Linked DNA regions of Mus musculus: region 2 is linked to region 1. A link is a contact called in public promoter capture Hi-C data. All regions are on one chromosome and are shown on one strand. The core of a region is the stretch at or near the end of the contact, and the rest is flanking DNA. Distances in the headings are between cores, read along the strand shown.

The links. Promoter capture Hi-C pulls out the DNA fragments that hold promoters and counts their contacts.
Region 2: a promoter capture Hi-C map of liver shows a contact between it and region 1, with 4 times the contacts expected there. The contact joins the promoter of Fam168a here to the promoter of Serpinh1 in region 1. A contact is called at or near these places in 2 of 39 promoter capture datasets (both in liver).

What each region holds. Positions count from the first base shown.
Region 1 is chr7:99,351,058-99,356,636 of GRCm38.p6, forward strand. Serpinh1 (serine (or cysteine) peptidase inhibitor, clade H, member 1) reads right to left here and starts at 2,182. Exons shown (of 5, transcript NM_001111044.1): 1 at 1,996-2,182.
Region 2 is chr7:100,703,712-100,709,290 of GRCm38.p6, forward strand. It overlaps Fam168a (family with sequence similarity 168, member A), which reads left to right and starts at 2,924. Exons shown (of 9, transcript NM_001362169.1): 1 at 2,924-3,182.

The DNA of each region.
Region 1 (5,579 bases), core at 932-3,431:
ATGTAACTCATGGTACACTCACAAATGAGAGTGAAGCAGTGAAATGATCCATGATGGGAAATATCATATCAACAGGCACGTGGCCACCCTCCTCAAAGGACCACTAATCCAGCAGAGGCCACCAGCCTGCCTAAGGAAGGGAAACCTAACCCTGCCACGTGGCACCCACCATCTTGACAGCCCCCACGCTCAGCCAACCAGGGGCTGGGAGGGGCTTCTCCAAAAAGCTCCAAATGACTAGTTAGGGATTCCTCTGGCAGCCGCAAGGCCCCTGGTGACGTGGCAGGCAAAAGCTGCTTTATCTCCATAGGCCAGCCGAGGGTAAGAACCTGGAGGCCTGGCTTGGGAACCTGGGGTGAGGAGGATTTGCCGGGGGAATCCAGGAGCCTCAGGGGTTTTAGTTTTACAACTGTGCCTCAAAAATCTGAGGGGGCAGGCAGGGCTGGGGAGAAGGGCCACCCCGTTAAGCCCAGCATTAGGGATGAAAGTAGGCAAGTCTCTGCAAGCAAGCCAACCTCCCGCAGCCCATCTGCACAGGCAAGCCCAGCCCATCTGCCACAGGGAAACGCCAGCCCTCCGGCCAAGGTTAGACATTTTACAGTACCATCAAAACAAAACCAAAAAAATATAAGATATCACAGAGCCAAAGGCCGTGTCCACCACTGGGCCAGGGAGCCTGTGATGGGAAGCCTGTAAGGGGAGCAGATGCCAGGAGGCAGGGAGGAGCACCAGGGGGTTTCTCAGACACTTGGTGGGTCTAAAGTACCTTGAAAGGGCCTCAGAGGGAGATCATTGCCTGCCTTTTTCATTCTGAAAGAAAACAGAAGAGTGAAGAAATGGGAACCCCTAGAGACGTGGGGAGCAGAGGCCGGTCGGGCCCAGTCCCCAGTGGGTACCCGGAGTAAGGAGGTGGATGACCTCTTTTGCAGAGGCAGAAACCAGGGCCCAGCTTGGGCCTCTTCGGCTCAAGCAGGTCAGGCTTTCTCCCGGGGGCTCTGCCTTCAGCAAAGCTCCCAGGCCGACCACTGTGGAGTCCTGTTACACAGCAACCCACTACAAAAACACCTCGGCAGGGAATCCTCGGAGAGAGACAAAGGACCAGACGGAAATGGGGGATGGGTACAGAACTATCAGAGAGTAGGGTGTGGCCTCGGCCTTACTTCCAGGCAACCAAAGCCCCCAGTTTTCCAAGGGCCTCCATGCGTGCCCTGGATGCCAAAGGGCCCAGAAGGAAGCACAGGAAGTTGATAGCTAGGCCGTTAGACCATACAGGGAATGGATGCCTTCTTCCTTTCGTCTGGAGGCTCAGGAATGTCCCCCAAGCTGGAGGCAGGATACCTCAAAGCCTCAGAGGAAGTCCTCGCCCTGCAGGAACCAGATGGGTGGACGGAAGGACCAGGGTGACTCAAGTCACCCAGGGCCTGTGGACCCTGACGACACCCCTTTCGGGTGAGGTGAAAGCAGAACTAATTGGTCAAGTCCGGCCACCTTCCACATAGGATACTGATTAAAAAGCGACTGCTCCCCAAAGCAAGGGGGTCCTTAACAGCTAGAGATGAGACACCAAGTCTACACCTCTTGTGCTAGGTTCAGAGGCCCCTACACAGCCTGTGGGGAGGTTGGTCTGGGATCAATCACTGCGGGTCCCTGGGCCTCCACTCCTGAGTTAGGGACTGCAGAGCTGGCCCTTCCCCGTGGACGATGGGACAGTCAGGTCTTTCCCCTCCCCTCTCAGTTGTGCAGAAGGTCACCAGCATTTAGTCCCAGCTCTACGCATTCCCTCTCACCACCTTTAACCTTCCCCGAGCTGAGACTTCTCCGTACTTTACCAGGCAGTCCGCGTACTAGACCGCAGCTCCAGGGAACCCAGGCAAGTGACAGTTCCAAGTCCGATCTTTCACTGCCCACCTGTGTCAGGACCCCAAGCTTTGGAGCGATCCGTTCCCCCTTGGCCAATGCGCAACCCCAAATCGCCCGGCCGCTCCCGCCCCTCACCTGGGCCGGGCTGGGCTGCTCCGGGACCGACAGGGCAATCGCTCCTCAGACAGGCTCTGCTCAGCTCACTGCCCCGGGCCCTGGATCTATATATGGCTGGCCCCACCCCCTCCTGCCTGTCCCAAGAAACTTCTGGAAAGTTGGAAACGCTTCCGGAGGGCGCCGTGGCTCGGAGAGGAGAAAAAAAGCCAAAGACCTCCCCCAAACCACCCTGGCTCCCGCCCCTGTGCCTGCGGGCTCTCTCCCAGCCCCTGGGTCCTACTGCCCCCTCGCCCTACTAGGTAGAGGGGACTCTCCTCCCGCACCAGCTAGACCTTGGGAGCCAGGGCATTCTTGGGATTCCGCGGTCCTGGACGTGGAAAAGCAGGGTTTAGACTCGAGAGTGAACTGAAGGCAGACAGGCTCCAAAGTCCTGCGCTCGGGGACTGGAGTTGTCGTCTTCTCGGGGTTGCCCACACAAGCCTGCTCTGATCACATATCCCTTCTGCCCCACATGACCCTGCTCTGCCCCAGTAGATCCATTGCCTACTGTTATCAAGCTTTAATCAGGGACCCCTGATGCTACTCCTTAGTCAGGGGCCCTCTCCTTTGCCTTAGGAAAAAGTCAGAGGCAGGGGTCCCTCTCCAAACCAGGGTTCACCCTTGAAACATCCCTGGGGAGGAGAGGCCCTGAGAATTCTAGCTGGACCCTCACCCTGGCAACCAAGTCTTGAACTGATTTCAGACAGACACCTAGGTGGTTCCACTGGACATGAAGTAGTATACAGCAGGGAACATCCTGGATGAATTAAATACAGCATTGTGTGACTTTCCTTCTGGGCCAGTACCCTTGGTTGATGTTAAGTCCTAACTGCCCCTTTCTCCGTCTCAAATGGGTCATCCCTGCTATCTCCTTCCCTCCCTCCCTATCTCCATTGCCTCTTGGGGCTCAGGGTCTCACTATCTCAGGCTCTCCCGCCCCACCCCACCTCTTACACTGAGATAGCTTCTTGAGCCCTGAGTTAACTGATAGTATTCTTTACTATTCTAGTGTCATGCACAAATCTGCACAACTGGGCAAAGTCCCTGCCTTCAGGACCTCCTTTGTGAGGGGTGTGTGCAGCTAGTGGGGAATTCAGTAGGTGAGGCCTGTTGTTTTAGGATCCTCCTATCTTCTGATAGTGGAATGACAGACAACAGATGGACATCACTAGAGAGGAGGTGGAGTGAGAGGCTTTTCCCCCTCTTTTCAGTGCACTGGGGCTGGAACCCAGATCCTCAGGAAAACCAGGAAAGAAAGCATCCTGCCACTGAGCCCCAGCCCCAGCCCCAGAGAGACCCTGTATGCATTCACTCACATTCAATCAACAGACTCATAAGTATTTTCTTTCTCCCAGATGCAGAGCCTGTGGAACAGATGTATCCTTGCACTCAGCATCCCAAAAGATGAGTTCTCTGCAGTTATAGAGAACAGTGGGGGAGGGAATGGACCCCCAGCCTTCCCCACTTCGGGCTGAGGGAAATATTAGATCCTAATAGACTTAGACCCCAATCAAAGGATCAGAGAGTATACGGATTTGCAAGTGACTGCCACAGATGATAATATCATTCAGAAGCCCCACAACGTCTTTGAACTTCGTGAAGGAATCTTAGCTTGGTAGGATCTCAGAGTCAAAGGTCTTGAGAAGAAGAAAAAAAAAATCATGGTACCAGGCCTAGCGTCACATGCCTGATGGCCCAGGATGCTGGAGACACTGGGTCAAGGTAAACCTAAGGTAAACGCTTAGGACTTCGTCCCTATCTGCAAACTTAGTATCCTTATGAATGTCCCCCAAAGGCAAGGGCCTGCCTCTCTCTAAGAACAGTGACCTGGCAGCCGCTATTGTTTTGTAGAACAGATCTGATCTTGAGCAAACTTTGTAGGCAAAAGGAGGGCGGTATCCATCTTTGTGGTGGCTGATTCTCCTTCCCGTCCTCCTGCATCCTCTATGTACTGCTTATGTGAATAAATCTTTGCTAGGAAAGGATTCCACCTAGATTCCAGACCCCCTTTCTATTATCATCCTCGTCTTGGCTCTTGGGGTCTTCTGGAATTCAGTTGGTAGGCTGTGAGCTGAAGGAGCAGTGTGCATCCAAGCTGGGGGTGGTGGTGGTGTGGAGGTTTGCTGGGTTATCCACAGGTCTAGTGTAAAAATCCCTTACAGCCCCACCCCCACTTCGCTCTGCTCTCCCATCTGCCAGCATCCAGGCCTCCATTGAAAGCATCCGGGCTAGCACTGGGAGGGGATGCTAAGAGAACTATGACTTTCCTGTTTTGCAGAGGGTAAACTGAGGCTCCCTGTGTTAGACAAATCCAGATCCCTCGTAGGAGTGAAAGAGTAGAGTAGAGACGGAAGCCCTCCATTTGCAGTCAGTGGAGCTGAATCCGGGAGCCGGGTGGGTGTAGGGCTGGGGCCCTCCTGCAGCATCACAGAACCCTTGTGTAGCTCACCTGGCCAGAAGCCTCCTCCATGCCTGTTGGGCTGCTGTGCCTCCTGGGTGTCTAAGCTATCTCACCCAGATTGTTAGTGAAAGTCACTGGGGACTTTGAAAGGGTGGGAGAGGTCTCACCCTCCTCCCTCTGAGTCCCTAACTCCCAGCCCGGGGTCTGGCATAAAAGAAGGTAGCGGGTGGAAGCCTTAGCCGGGCCAACGACGGACACGTGGGAATCGGCTGACTCAATCTCCTTAGAAAAGAAAAGGCCATGGCTCCTTTAAATTTCCAACATCAGCAAAAAAATGTCGAGAGCCTTGGCCACATTATTCTTAGCTCGGAGCCCAGCCCCAGACACTGGAGCCCTTCCCCCACTCTCCAGGCAGCTTGCTCCAGAGAAAGCCTCTTTTGAAGGGAGTGGGAGGAGATTCAAACAGGTCCAGAAACTCTCTGGTGTTTCAGGCCTGGATTCCTTTAGTGTCTGCAGCTCTGCTCCGGCCACCCTGTCCTGCCTAAGGGTAGGAGCCTAGCTTGGCGTTCTCAAGGTCCAGGAGCATGGCAATGGGAACCAGAACTCCCTCCAGTCCGCTCCATCCACACTTGCCAGAAAGGAATACTGAGCCCCAGGGTATTTTGCCTCGGGTCTCACAGCATGGCTGAGCTGGAGCTGAGCTGGAGACCACATCTGAGCCCTTTCCCACCACACCACCCTTTTTCTGACCCTGCCTTAAGCTGAACACAGTTTGGCCAGGGATTGTAGAAATAACTTCTTTGGGCCCCTGTGACTAGATTCAGTCTTCGTGCCATGGACTCATAGGACAGACGCTAGCCTGTCATTTAAGTGTCCATACTGCCCATGGCTTCTGATACTATCTGATTCTTTGGTGAACACGTTTCCATTTTAAGCATCCTGGGATAAGCGGGTGAGAGAGTGAACAGTGCCAGTGAGGCTCACAGCATTCCAGAAAGGAAGACGCAGAACTGGACAAAGGATGGAGAGCATTTGTCCCAGATCCTGGGATGGTCCCCTCGGGCTGTTTCAATATAGAAGAGGAAGTGCAATCCCCTTCTATGGCTTGGAGAAGCCGCCCCCTGCTCCTTGGAGGCAGGGCCTCCAGACAACCACTCTGTGA
Region 2 (5,579 bases), core at 1,674-4,173, 1.4 Mb after region 1:
CCTGGCAGGGTGGGTGGGTGTGTTGACTTGGGGGGGCGGGGAGACAGGGTTCTGGAACTCACTCTGTAGACCAGGCTGGCCTTGAAACCAGAGACTTGCCTGCTTCTGCCTACCAAGTGCTAGGATTAAAGGCGTGCACCACCAACCACCTGGCTAAAAAATTTTTTTTTTTTTTTTTTTTTAGGTGCAAATACATCCTATTTATTCCACAAACAATGATTTGTGAGGTAGAGTGTTTCAGACCCTTTATCATAATCCTGATCCCTTATCTTCACGTACCGGGAACACAAGGACCTCTGACCTTCAGATTAGAAACCACCAAGATAAGAATTAAGATATGCCCGGCATGGTGGCGCACGCCTTTAATCCCAGCACTCGGGAGGCAGAGGCAGGCGGATTTCTGAGTTCGAGGCCAGCCTGGTCTACAGAGTGAGTTCCAGGACAGCCAGGGCTATACAGAGAAACCCTGTCTCGAAAAACCAAAAAAAAAAAAAAAAAAAAAAAAAAAGAATTAAGATATAAGGAAAATCACTTCGTCTAAAATGAGCTCTATGGAAGGTATACCTTTGGCTTTGGCCTTGAGAATGAGTAGGAAGAGGCAGCTGGGAACATGGCGCATGCCTGGAGAGCCAAGAAAGGCGGGTCAGGCTTTCAAGGCTTTCAGGTCCAGCGTTGGCTATCGAGCCAGTTCCAGTTAAACTTGGGCTATAGGAAACTTTGTCTGGAGCAGAGAGAGAAGGTCCCCGAAAAGAGATAATTTGGGAAGAGAGATTGAGAGCTCCTTGCTAACTTTATGTTCTTCCATAAATTGTAGTTGTGATGGCTAATCTTGTCAGTTTGATGGGATTTAGAATTACTGTGGAAAAACAGATCTCTACGCATGTCGGAGGGATTATCTAGATTAGGCTGACTGAGGTGGGAAGGCTTACCCTAAATATGGGCAGTGCACGGGATGGGGTTCTTAGATGGAATGAAAGAGAGAACAAGCATCTCCCTCTCACGTGACCTGCTCCTGGGGCCTTACTGCTTACACTGATGACGTAATAGTTCTGTGCTATGGCTCAGTGGGAGATTTTACTGTAGGTCTGAGGGAGAGTTCAGCTCGAGGCATCTGGAAGAATCCAGAGCAGAAAGAAGAGTGGTAGAATGAACATGGCCAACAGAATGGACTTGGCTATGAGGTGGGGCAGGGAAAGAAAGAGAAAGAGCTTACCAAGAAAGAGGGGCAAGAGAGAGGAGGCCAAGAGAGCCCAAATATTAGGGTTATAGGATAATGAGAAGCCGGGGGGGGGGGGGGAAGCCCATGAACTGAAGAAATTTAGGGTCATGTTAGAGCCAAGGAGTCTGTAACAGGTTCTTATGAAACTGAGGGATCACTAAGCGGTGCATGGAGGTCAGAATGCTCTTTGGTATGCTAATAGCCAGGCACCACAGGTCACTATTTGTCCTGAATTTCTTTTGGACCTGACACTTATCTTCCCTAAGATAAAACTGTAAATTACAGTAAACCCTTCCTTCCTTCCTTCCTTCCTTCCTTCCTTCCTTCCTTAAATTGCTCTTATCAAGTATTTTGTCTCAGCAACCAGAGAAGTAACTAATACAGTACACAACTACCATTATTTTAATAGTGGGATTTACAGAAAGGTAGACACACAGTCCTGAAACACTGTTTAGGTAAACAAGACCCAAGGAAAGTTTGTAGGTGGGAAATCAAGAGGTTGTTGTATTTGGAATATCTATAGCTGTATCTGTGTGTGTGCGTGCAAGCATGTGTGTGTGTGTGTGTGTGTGTGTGTGTGTGTGTATGCATATGAAATAACCTTTTATGTTTAAAAAACGGTGTGTGCTTCCTTAAACAATTCAGACAGTATAAAAGATAAGAGGAACCTGAAACCTAACAATTCTTTCTTTAAGATAATCACTGATAACATTTTGGAGAATCTCTTCACTGAAATCTTTACGCTTTTATATCCTCGAACTTCAAATAAATCGAACCTGTCTAATCTTGCTGTTTTTGCTATCAATTTGCCCCTCTGACAAGAAATTGTGAAAAGCCTTTCATGTCTAAAGATATTTACCATCATTTTAAATGGCTGCTTAGCATTACGTTGAATACATACATCACTATTTATTAAATCAGCCCTCTATTGATGAATATCTACATCCTTCTCAACTCATATTCAACAACCTCCTATAATAACCGTGGGCATTGTTTTCCAAAAATTTTTGATAATCTTTTTAGATTAAATACTTATAAGTAATGTAAATGTAAACAAATGTGCTTTTTACATGAGGATTTAAGTTGCAGACTTGTCCTCTGATTTTCAGGGATGCCAGGGAAGCTGATGCAGCATTAGTTCTGGCGAGACAGTGACAACGGAGATGGCGAGGAGAGTACAGAATTACAGGTGATGTAGCCAATCTAGGCCCAAGCTCAGTGGGTTGGAATAGTCCTTCCCCTTTTTCTCTCTTTCACTTCTTTTTTTCTTAACATGGAGGAAGGACTGAGAACTGCATGTCCCAGCATTTCGCAAGGACCACACTCCTGGGAACTGTAGTACCGGGTCTGAGAGGGGTCCGGAAGGAGAGAATGGGAAACTGTGTGCGGCATGCTGGGAGGTGTAGTCCCTTGGGCGGAAAAGAGTGCATGTGTAGGTTGTTTTGCTTCATGGAGATGAGGCTGCGGAAATATCCAACTTCCCTCCCAAGAGGCCTTTGAGTTTACAAAAGCCCGTGGGAGTCCATTGTCTGTGACCCAAGAGGGTGCGGTCCAGGACCGGAGCAGGGTTGGGAGAACCAGGCCGCGCAGGGCCGTGGCAGAGCATGCCGGGAGTTGTAGTTCAAGAGCTCGGAGGCTGTGGGACGTGTCGGGACAGCGCGCCGACTCCTCCTCCCCCGCCCTTCTCAGCGGTCCCCCGCCCCCTCCCTCCGCCTCCTCCTCTCTTGCCTGCAGCCGAGCGTCCCCTTCCCCCACTGTCGGGTTTCTCCGCGGCTACTGCAGAGGATTCAGATCTGAGTAGCTGAGGAGAAGGAGGAGGAGGCTCCCGTCCCTGCGCGCCATCCACCACCCTACTGGACACGGACGAGGGAACGAGAGCGTCGCCGCTGTAGCCTCCAGAGAAGACAAGGGCATCGCCGCTTCAGTTGCGGCCGCCGCGGTTTTCGTCTGCAGCAGCTCGCCGGTGAGGAGACCCCCCCTCCGCCCCCCGGCCCGCTCCCGTGGAGCCAGGGCTGGTGGCGCCGGGGAGAACGAGGGTGGGGGCTGTAGGGCCCCCGCGCCGGCTTGGGGGAGGGGACCGAGGTGGCGATGGAACGGCGGGCTGGTGGGGGAGACTTGTCCGTACGCGGGCTGGGAGTGGGGTGAGGGTGGGACAGCAGCAGGTCAGGGAGGGTAGCGGAGGGGGGTGAGGGGGTAGGACTTTACATGGAGGGATAACCAGACCAGGGATAGGAGCATGGGGTGTGTAGGGTATTGAGGTGGAATTTGGGATTGTCTTGGGGCGAGGTGGAAGGTGAGATTGGAGTGGGATGTCTTTTAATGGGGGATGGGACTGAATGAAGGTGATGATTTGGGGTTGGCCTGAAGCAGTTGACAGCTTGTGATCAGAGCGGGGTGGGGGCTAAGGAGATGATTTCAATGCCAGTGGGATATAAACGTTGGATGGGACTCTAGGGAGTGCTAATTTTGGAAGGTGGGACTTGGGGTGGACCTGGGGAAGGAAGATGGAGATGGTAGGAGCTGGGGGTGAGGGCTTTGGCATGGGTTGAGACCCCAGCTTGAAATGGGCTGTTGTCTTCTGGGGATGATGGAATTTGTGAATACTTACGGAAATAGGGCTTGGAGAGAACAGAAGAGGTAGGAATTGTTTGGGGTTTTCTTGAGGTAGGCTGCTGCTGGAGGTTTGAATTTGGACTGGTAGTGATGAGACCTCCAACTACAGGAGATGGATGGATGAGGTAAGCTGACAGGAGGGAGTGAATTGTAAGTTGGGCCCCAAATAGGAAGACAGGGATTGAAATTGGGGATGAGGGCTCAGTGGAAAAGGATTTAGGATGAGTTTAGAGTCTCTGGAAGGAACAAGGTGGCTCCCCTGAGCGGAAGTTGGAGGTAGAGGATATGTCAGACTACTCAGCTGGACTCAACTAAAATAATTCTGGCAGGTGTCGAGCAAGGTTAGTGGATGGTATCATAAAGAAAATGTCTCTCTGCCAGTTTTGCAGAAGAAATGTCTGTGATAAGCTGGTTACCTGTGGTGAGGTGGCAGCGGGGATGGAGTGGGTCAGTTTATTTAGGAAAGGAAGGATTAAGATGTCCTCCAAGACACACCAGAGGTTTAGGGGTTAGAACATTTACATCAGCTGCTTGGGTGAGAGACAGTAATAACAAGACCATTAGAAGGGTCTTCACAGGGGACAGAGAAGGTACATTAAAGATTCTCCTAGAGGATATCTCATGCTATCAATTTGACCTTTTTGTTTTACGTTGGAATTGTCTGGAAATAGCAGCCCCAAGGGTAAAGTTATGAGAGAGCCATTTAAGGTAGAATTAAGGGAGAGTGGGGAGTCTTGCAGTTCCTATGTCAAAAAGGGAAAGTTGGGGGCTCTCAAAGCAAAGGTGGGAGAAGGTGAAACTGTCTCTGCTTTCTCCTTTCCCCCTCCCCCTGGTAAACTGAAACTAGTCCCGGAATTTGGAATTTAAATAGACTTTGATGAACTTGAGGTTGTTAAGGGTGCATTCTTGCTTGAGAACTGATTAATGAGACTGAAAAATAGGAAGACTGAATTTATTTTCTAGGCAGGCAAGGTGCATGTATGCAGAAAGAGGTTAGCAAGCCCCACCTCCCCCCAATAAAATTGATTGCTTGAAGTCTCCATTTATTGGTGTCCTGGTTTGCAAGGCAATTAGGCCCATCATTGTATTGCAGGCTAATAATCCTGAGATGAGTCTTGGCACCATCACTTTATGTAAACAGAGAGAAGACAGGAAATATAGAAATGTAATAAATATTCATTCTTTGGTGAGATGGTTTGGTACTGATGGAATTTTTCATTCGATTCTCTTGACATGATAAGCTTTTAAATAATTGGGCTGTTTCTACAAATTGAATTTTCTTCTAGAGAAATTCAGGTGATCAGAATTCTGTCAGGTGTGAATAAAAAGTGTAACATGCAACCATATTTTGTTGTTAAGAGGATGCTGTTGATGTAGGCACACTGCATAAGAGAATAACTGCATCTGTTCATCAGAAATTTGATGTAAAGGTTGTCGATGAGTTTATTCTTGGGGTTGGAAGGCTCAGAGGAATGTAAGGAGGGTATGTCTTCAGGAAGACTGTTTTCAGGTTTAATTTCATTAACTCTAATATGTTAAACTTGACGTGGCTGTTGATTAGAGTGTAGTCTAGGGAAAAAAGAGGAGAAATGGAAAGGAGATAAAATTGATCTCAATGGGAATTAAAAATACTTTCTTTTTTCTGTTAACGTTTTAGTGTTCAGCTAGAAAGCAAAGCATTTTTCTTGGTATTTATAATCGAACACATAAAAATGCCCATTTAGAGGGTGGATTATCCATGGAATTA